3 separate regions of the Mus musculus genome follow, and all the other regions are linked to region 2. Evidence: chromatin contacts called from public HiChIP or PLAC-seq and promoter capture Hi-C data. All regions are on one chromosome and are shown on one strand. The core of a region is the stretch at or near the end of the contact, and the rest is flanking DNA. Distances in the headings are between cores, read along the strand shown.

Evidence for each region. Promoter capture Hi-C pulls out the DNA fragments that hold promoters and counts their contacts. HiChIP or PLAC-seq counts read pairs in DNA pulled down with a chosen protein or histone mark.
Region 1: a contact with region 2 is called in a promoter capture Hi-C map of macrophages, with 6 read pairs. The contact joins the enhancer-like site here to the promoter of Sh3glb1 in region 2. A contact is called at or near these places in 14 of 39 promoter capture datasets (3T3-L1-derived adipocytes, the C10 cell line, the HPC-7 cell line and 8 more), 2 of 15 datasets of contacts at CTCF or cohesin (the G1E-ER4 cell line and embryonic stem cells), 30 of 484 Hi-C or Micro-C datasets (the G1E-ER4 cell line, the Patski cell line, embryonic stem cells and 12 more), 8 of 115 datasets of contacts at active chromatin or transcription factors (bone marrow-derived dendritic cells, embryonic stem cells, extraembryonic endoderm stem cells and 3 more) and 2 of 9 other capture datasets (adipose tissue and macrophages).
Region 3: a contact with region 2 is called in an HNF4G HiChIP or PLAC-seq map of pancreatic cancer cells. The contact joins the enhancer-like site here to the promoter of Sh3glb1 in region 2. A contact is called at or near these places in 7 of 39 promoter capture datasets (the C10 cell line, the HPC-7 cell line, the SN4741 cell line and 3 more), 2 of 115 datasets of contacts at active chromatin or transcription factors (extraembryonic endoderm stem cells and pancreatic cancer cells) and 2 of 9 other capture datasets (adipose tissue and liver).

What each region holds. Positions count from the first base shown.
Region 1 is chr3:144,588,325-144,591,024 of GRCm38.p6, forward strand. Selenof (selenoprotein F) reads left to right here. Exons shown (of 5, transcript NM_053102.2): 3 at 2,288-2,351. Among named protein-coding and RNA genes, the nearest start is that of Selenof, 19 kb to the left of the region's middle. Within about 2 kb of position 1,412, at least 25 of the 459 cell types and tissues checked have an H3K27ac peak or open chromatin away from gene starts, as enhancers often do. A contact at or near this core is called in macrophages, where this site is marked.
Region 2 is chr3:144,718,961-144,721,660 of GRCm38.p6, forward strand. It overlaps Sh3glb1 (SH3-domain GRB2-like B1 (endophilin)), which reads right to left and starts at 1,375. Exons shown (of 9, transcript NM_019464.3): 1 at 1,022-1,375. The coding sequence starts at 1,093.
Region 3 is chr3:144,495,917-144,498,616 of GRCm38.p6, forward strand. All of the region lies in intron 1 of Hs2st1 (heparan sulfate 2-O-sulfotransferase 1), which reads right to left. Gm43707 reads right to left here. Exons shown (of 1, transcript XM_017319867.2): 1 at 1-2,700. Among named protein-coding and RNA genes, the nearest start is that of Gm43707, 15 kb to the right of the region's middle. Within about 2 kb of position 1,440, at least 40 of the 459 cell types and tissues checked have an H3K27ac peak or open chromatin away from gene starts, as enhancers often do. A contact at or near this core is called in the SN4741 cell line and pancreatic cancer cells, where this site is marked.

The sequences.
Region 1 (2,700 bases), core at 162-2,661, 130 kb before region 2:
TAAGTAGGTACTAATTTAGAGCTTTAACAATAAAATCTATATTTGATTCTTGGATGACCATAAAAAAATAAATCTACAAACTAAGAAGAAATAAAATGGATGTGATATATAGTCTTAAGTTTGCTATCTTTCTCTTAGGACCCCTATATTTCCAATGTGATGCCTATGAAGAGAATAATTGAGGTGCTGGAGAGATGCTCAGTGGTTAAAAGCACTCACTGCTGTGACAGAGGGCCCAAGTTCAATTCCCAGCACCCACACGGTGGCTCACAACCATCCCTAAGTTCAGTTCTGGGGAGTCTGATGTCCTCTTCTGACCTGAGAGCACTAAGCACTGATATGGTTTATATGCATATGCATCAGCTGGCTTCAGTCTCCATAGCTGTGATAAAACATAGCCAAAAGCAGCCTGGGGAGGAAAGGGTTGATTTTGCTTACACTTCCACACCACAGTCCATCATTGAAGAAAGTAAGGGCAGGAACCTACAGGCAGGAAGCAATGCAGAGGCCATGGAGTAGTGCTACTTACTGGCTTGCTCCTGGTGGCTTCCTCAGCCTGCCTTCTTAAGTACCCAAACCACCAGTTCAAGAGGGGCACTGCGCATAATGGCCTGGGCCCTCCCACATCAGTCATCAATCAGGAAGAGACACCACAGGCTTATCCACAAGACAGTCTGATGGGGACATTTTCTCAACTAAGGTTCTCCTTCTAAATGACTAGTTTATGTCAAGATAGCATAAAACGCTTTTGCCCATAAAATAAATCTTAGAAAACAATGGCTAGGCTTTGACTGCTTCGAAAAAGTGATGTCTCCCTTTGGCTCTATCTCCTTATTCACAGCAGTGATCTGTTGCGTGCTATGATGAGCTCTTACTACAAAGAGAGCGTGCAGCTTCTGCATCTGAGGAAGTAACATCGCCCACTGAGTCAGCTAAAGTTTAATTTCATTTTAAAAAAAAAACAACTTGCGTGACTCCTATAGTGACTTTCCCTGTGTCTATACAGTACAGCCTGTAGTCAGTACCTTTCAAAGATGGGGGTGGGGCTGGAGAGAGAAGAGCAGCCACTGCTCCTTAGAGGATCTCAGTTTGCTGGGACCCCAGCTCCCACATCAGGCAGCTCTCACCATGCTGGGACCCCAGCTCCTGCATTTCAGATGGCTTTTTCTGGTTTCCATGGCCACCTGCATATATGTGACAGACACTCAGATACACTGTCTGTCTGAAAACATTGACTGTTTGACTTTTAATTCTCAGCCATTTGTCACATAATGTTACGAGCAATCTAAAGGCATTGAACGGCCTTCCTAAAGCATCTAATTAAATTGTAACAGGAACTAGAGACCTCAAACTAGACCAGCGACTCATGCAGTCAAGATGTGCAAGTGGAGGTGTGTGGGCAGAGGGGAATGCTGTGGCCCACACTGTGTGTGACACACTACAGCTCCCATGACCAGATGCTCTTTGTGCTTCGCTTTGGGGGTGTGTGTGTGCCCACACACGTGTTTTATTCTCTTTGAGGGAGATTGCAAGGGCAGAGGGTGGATACCAGGGGACAGAGATGCATGGTGTGAAACTCACAACGAATCAGTAAAAAGGTTTTAAGAAATGTCATTATCTTGTCATGCTCAATGTCAACCTACTGTCTCAGTCTATTCCAAATACAGCTGATGTTCCTCTGCCATTCAGTATACAGTTTATCTGCCTCGTTTTTATTATAAGGGGTACATTCCAAGACTCTTAGTGGGATTCACTAAGTGTAACCTAATTCTAGAGCATGTGTTAGCTGGTCACAAGCTTGTGCTTGTCTGTATTGTGGACAGCTCCTGAGTGACTAAGGAGTGGACAGCACATGTAACATGGATACCATGGACAAGCGGTTTCATGTCCTGTGCAGGGTGGCGTAGTATTTCAGCATGCTGCCAGAGCATACCTAATTTTAAACATTTGTTTCTGGAATTTTGTGTTTATATTTTCAGGATGCATTTGGCCAGGATAACTGAAACCATTGATTACGGGGCATCTAAACTCTAGCATGGCTTCTCCTTGGTCTGGAGCTGTACCATCTTACTGCGCTTTGGCTTTTTTTTTTTTTTTTTTGGTAAGGAGTTCTATACAGCTGCTTTGCTGCTTTACTCCAAGGTTTGCACTGTGTGCTTCTTCACAGTCCTGCCTGAGGTGAAACCCAGAGAAACACAAGCTTGACAAGGGTTGTCTTCCCTGAGCCTTATCTTCCAGCTCCATGACGACTTTCCAATTTGTAACCTTCCTGGTTTCCATTTTACAGCTGTATGCAGGAGCCATCCTTGAAGTCTGCGGATGAAAATTGGGGAGGTTCCCTCAAGTCCAAGGTATGTAGCAATCATTTACAGTCATCATTTATAAGAATAATTTTACTAAATATTCCCAGGAATATGGATTTTCAGGACATACTCTGTAACAGTATATATGAATGTTTTCCAATTCTTTTTTCAGGAGGTAGAGTCTTAGTAGGAATTGATACACACACTTTATTTGTTATAAACAAATACAACATATGAAAGTTAGATGTAAAATAAAGAGCATGAAATCATTCTTTTACTCCTGTTGGGTATAAATTTTAGGAAGGCTTTTCTTGTAGCAGATAGAAGTAGAATTCCTCTAGCACATTCTAATAGACTTCTTTACTGTCAGTTACAGAACATTGACCTAAGGCCTATG
Region 2 (2,700 bases), core at 125-2,624:
ATACTATTTTTCATAAGATAGGCAGTCATTACCCTGGGGAACTGTCCGATTCTTTTGCCAAGGATAACGAAATATGATATTCACAGTGCCAGTAAAATGAAATGAATCAAGAAATAAAGCAGCACACGTGAGATTTATAGTTCGGTGGGATTTTGGCACATGGGACATTACTTTTGTTTTCTCTTTCCGGAACAGAGGGCTGCTGCTACCCTATGTCACTAACTTCAATACCAGATTGTTTACAAGCCACGTTGTGAAATTGACATCTGCTCCGAGATTTAACTGAGTTTGCATAATGTGGGTGTTGACTGTAAAAAATCTGCCCAAGTTCCCTATTGCTGACACTTCCTTAATCACAGAATAAGGAGACGCAGTGAACTTTTCCCTTCCAAGTGCGCCTGAAGCCAAGCGTGCCCGGTCCCCTCCAATGTGACAACAACGTGAATCGCGTCCTCCTCTCACCCCTGCTCTATATAGCCCATCTGGGGAACGCGTCAGGGCACCCCTAATCCTAGGTGTCCTGCGTCCTTGGTGAAGCTGGGACACCGACAGGGACAGGCAATCTCCATCTCCCCCACGGGCTGCTAAGCTCTGGGACAATCCTTCCAAGGGGCAGCAGCGAGGGCTGGTGGGAACTGAGCTGGCAGCTCCTCTGCGTTGAGGGGCAGGAAAAGGAAACTCCCTTCTCGGTCGGACGCGGCCCGGAGGGCGAGAGCGAGCGCAGCGGAGGGTGGGGGTGGCGCCAAGGTGCTCGGCGTGCCCTGCCTCGCCGGCTGGGGCACCGAGGCCTCCGCCCCGGGGTGAACCCAAGGTGTCCGCCCTGGGCCGCGTCCCGACTCGCCTGCCGGGGCGCGGGGCGGCGGCGGCCGGGCGAGCGAGGCGGAAACGGCCAGCGGGGCAGGGGCGCCAGGCCGCGCCCATCGGCAGGCCTGGGTACCAGGGCGACGCCGTCCCCGACCCGCCCTCCGCTCGCCCTCCCCGGCGCCACCACCCCGCCCGGCCCCAACCGCCGCCGCCGTACCTGCACGGCCCGGCTGAGGAAGGTGCCCGCGTCGGCCGCCAGCTTCTTCACGTTGAAATCCATGATGTTCATGCCGGGCGGCAGCCGGGCAGAGCCGCCGGCTGCGCTAGCGGGGAGGCGGGGAGCGCCGCGGCCGGGCTGGGGCGCCGGGCGACGGCGACGGCGGGGCGGACGTGGTAGGTGGCGGGAGGCGGCGCCAGCCCCGCGCAGCTGTCGTTTCCTGGCGGGGAGGCGGGGGAGGGAAGAGGGCGGGCGCCCGCGAGCGCGCGCCTCTCCGCTCACACGCTGGGCCTGTCGCGTCGCCGAGCAGCTGCGAGCCACGGGGACCGAGGTCGCGTCCGGAGGAAGGCCCCGCCCCGCCCCGCCGCCCGGCGACTGTGCAACCGCGGCGGAAAACAGCCGGCCGGGAGGGGGGCGTGGCCTCACCGATGGCGTGGGGTGGGGGGCGGGGGTGTCCTCGCGGGAACAGCGACCCCTGCAGGGTGGCCGAGGATTCACCACTGGGTGGAGCCGCTGCAGAGGTTCTCATGGGAACAGCGACCCCTGCAGGGAGGCCGAGGATTCACCACTGGGTGGAGCCGCTGCAGAGGTTCTCATGGGAACAGCGACCCCTGCAGGGTGGCCGAGGATTCACCACTGGGTGGAGCCGCGGCTGAGGCTCTCCTGACAGCTCACTAAGCACCAAGCCAGTGTCAGAGCATCAGTGGAAGTTCTTACCAGAACGAGAGCCTCCTGGGCTCTCACCCTGATTCCCTCCCACAGCATCTCAGTGAGTGTCTGTGACAGAATCGCCCGGACAAAAGTTCCTTAGAAAAGCATGGACAAAACGTTCCTTAAAAGGAAACAGAACTGACACTATAGAATCATTGGCCCGGATTTCCTGTATTGGGTCTGGGGTCAAAGGCTACCTATGGCTTGGGTAGACACCTAGCCAATCTTTGCTGAACGGGATTGTCTTCATTGTCCCCTACCCTATTATACTTTGACTCACTGTTGAGGACCTATTGTGTGTGAGGCATTGAGTAGGTGCTGAAGGGTTCAGTCCCTTTGGTGGCTGGTGGTCATCTGAGGCATATTTAGAAAGTATCTCCCATCCCCTGGGAAGGTATATAAGAGCATTTCAGAGAGACAATGGAGAAGAAAGACAAGGTTCCTATCCGGTTATACATTCCTTCACTCCTGAGTACCTACTGTCTGGCAGGGCCTCAACCTTCCAACTCTTAGCTGTGTGATAAAGGCATGAGCCCTTCCCCCCACACCCACCCACCCAGACACCCACACTACACTCAGCTAATTTAGTTTCTGTTTTCTGAGAAAAGGCCTCATGCGACCTAGCCTGGCTTCAGGTATCCAAAGACCGCTTCAAACCCATCACCCTCCTGTCTTTGTTTTTCTTTCTTGTTCCTCCCTCCTTTTTCTTCTCCCCACTTCCTTTATCCTGGGGACCAAACCACTGTCCAATAGATCCTGTTTTACAGGTCTTATCATGTAACTTTCATTTTGGTGTTTCAAGATGCCTCTGGAACCTCTAGATATCACACATATGTTCTCACATTAGAAAGGAAATGAAGGGGAGAGGCAAAAGTACACACCAGCTCAGTGTCCCTTTCTCCTTTAAAACAAGCATTCCATAACCCCCAGCTCGTAAACTTTCATTTTCACATCGTTAGTGAGAACTG
Region 3 (2,700 bases), core at 190-2,689, 220 kb before region 2:
CCACATGGGGTGTTTTCTTAAGTGGTGATTGATGTGGGCGGGCCCAGCTCACTGTGACAGGTGTCATCCTCGGATGGTGGCTCTGAGTGCTATACAAGCCAATGCACAGCATCCTTCCTTGGCCTGTGCTTCAGCCCCTGCTCTCATTTCCCTCAGTAATGGAGTGTGTGACCTGACAGATGTAAGTGGAAATAAAGTCTTTCTTCCCCAAATTGCTTTTGGCGATGGTGTTTTATTGCAGTGAAAGAAACCTTAACTAAGACACTGACATACACAGAAGGCAATTCCTCCTCTCAGCAGGCAAAAAGAATTCATAGTTTAAAAAAAAAAATCCTTCTGAATTCGAGATTTATAGCGACTTGGCATAGCAATATTAGTACAAGGAACAAAGCTTACTGGAGAGACACGACCAGTACCTTGAAAGATGCCAACTGCCATCCTGTGGAAAGTCAGATTCGATCAGACTGAAAGTTTGGCCCACTGTTCAAAACCAGGCCCACAATAAGCAGGGAGAGCTACAGTGGCCAGCCGATCATCCACAGGTGTCGTAAACTGAGACAGCCTGCTCTTCAGTAACAGTACCACCTCTAAGTGTTTAGAGAACCGCTGTTAGCCCTTAAAAGCAATATGAAATAGGCATCTGTACTCGTGTGAAGTTACACGCCATCTAAGCCTCAATCTGATTCTCAATATTCTTTCAAACACCTGAGCTTGGAAGCACCCTTACTGTTTACCACTGACAAAATGGTCAAAATGGTGGTGCTGCCGGGAAGGACTATTTCCAATCCTATTGAATTAGTAGTATACACTGGCATCTAATTTTATTTCTTCATTCTTCAGGTGATGACACGATATTAGGTAAGTATTGATTTTGTAAAAGCTTACAAATTATATTGGGGGCCAGGGAGATGGCTGAGGGTAAAGCCTGGTGCCTGGAGTTCTATGCCTGAAACCCACCCAGCAAATGGGGAACCTGGACTCTTGGGTAGCTGCACACATGTGTGATGACATGCATCCACCCAAATAAACACACGGATGTCGTAAGGCTTCTGAGTGATTCATCCCATGGCAACCACTGCCTAAGCAAACAATGACATACACCAAAAAACAATACAGGAATTCTGCTCGGTAACATCAACACTCTCTTTAACCAGCCCTAAGAAGTCTACTGCTAAGAAACACAAAAGATTAGCTGCTGCTGAATAAAACAACTACAAATTCAACAACGCACACCAAGGTAACAGCAGTGAGCAAAATTCAAAAGTCTAAAAAGCAAGGTATCAGACTGGCAATTTCTGCTCCACAGCAAGCTGCATTCCTACATGTGCTAGATAAAATGAATCAGTGATAATTTGCATATTTAAGTTCAGAAATCTCTATAGAGAGCTAGAGAGCGGCTGAGGAGTCAGAGCCGTCATTGCTCTGGCGGAGGGCTGGAGTGTCTTCCCAGCACACAGGACGGGCATCTCACAGCCTCCTGGAAGGCCAGCTCCAGGGGAGTCCGAGGCTCTCCTCTGGTCTTTCTGAATAGCCATACACGTGTACACATACAAACATAAAATTAAAACAAACGTTTTAAAAACAAAACAAAAAATGCTATTTCAAAGAGAAGAAAATCGCAATGACTTTCGTTTATGAACTGTGAGATCAGAATGTTACCATTATTACTGCTGTGCTCAGAACTAACTCAAGGCCTTATGGATATGCAGTTACTCCAACCCACATCACAGCCTCGCACATTGTTTTAAAAGTTTGTAATCTGTCTATAAAAAAATCTCATTTTCTGTGAATTCTAATAAGTTTTTATCCACTGTCAAGGGTATATAAAATTGTTTTATCCTAAATCTTATCACAACTAATAGAAAACAGATAAAATGCATCTCAAACAGCTTTTGACTTAAAGACGGTGTTTCTAGGAAATCAAGTCTAACCAGTCAACAGAGGCTCCTTAGAAACGCAGAGGCAGTGTCACCAAGCTTCTATGTTCCAGGTCCTTCTTTCATCTGACCCTTCCTAGGGAGCCATTCCAGGCTGGGCTAGACCAATGCCTGGGTCACACACTCCTTACTCACAACAGCAGACAAAGCCCAAACACGGCTTCTGCTTTAAAAGATTGGTAAGTATGTGTGCCGTACATTTGTACACGCTAAACGCTGAGTTCCATCACTACAATGTTGATTCTGTTCAGTCTACATGCCATGCTGAACAGTGATTCTGAAAGTCCCTGGGATGATCCTTCTCCCAATCAGGGTCATGTAAGAATCTTGAGGGCTCAGGGCTGGAGATGGTTCAGAAGTTTAGAGCTCTTGCCAAAAGTGGACCCAAGTCCCAGCAGCCACACGGCGGCTCACAGTTGCCTTAACCCTGGCTGTGGGGACTGGGATGCCCTCTGAGCTCCTCAGGCTCCTGCACACATGCAATGCGCACATCCTCACCCAGGCACATACATATTAAAACATCATTTTAAAAAGGGAGTTTTAGGGCTGTTAGTGGCCAAACAAGTACACTAAACAAGGCCACGTAGTGGAAAAATATGATATTCATTTTCTAAAAAGGAGAAGAGGAAGAACAGGAATTTTGTGTAGAAACACTTGAGAGAGATTTGGTGAGATGCACGGGTTTCAACATCTCAGAATCTAAACAGTAGTTATAAAGTAGATCAACATTTACAAGAGACTTAGAAAAAAGTGTTCTACACGC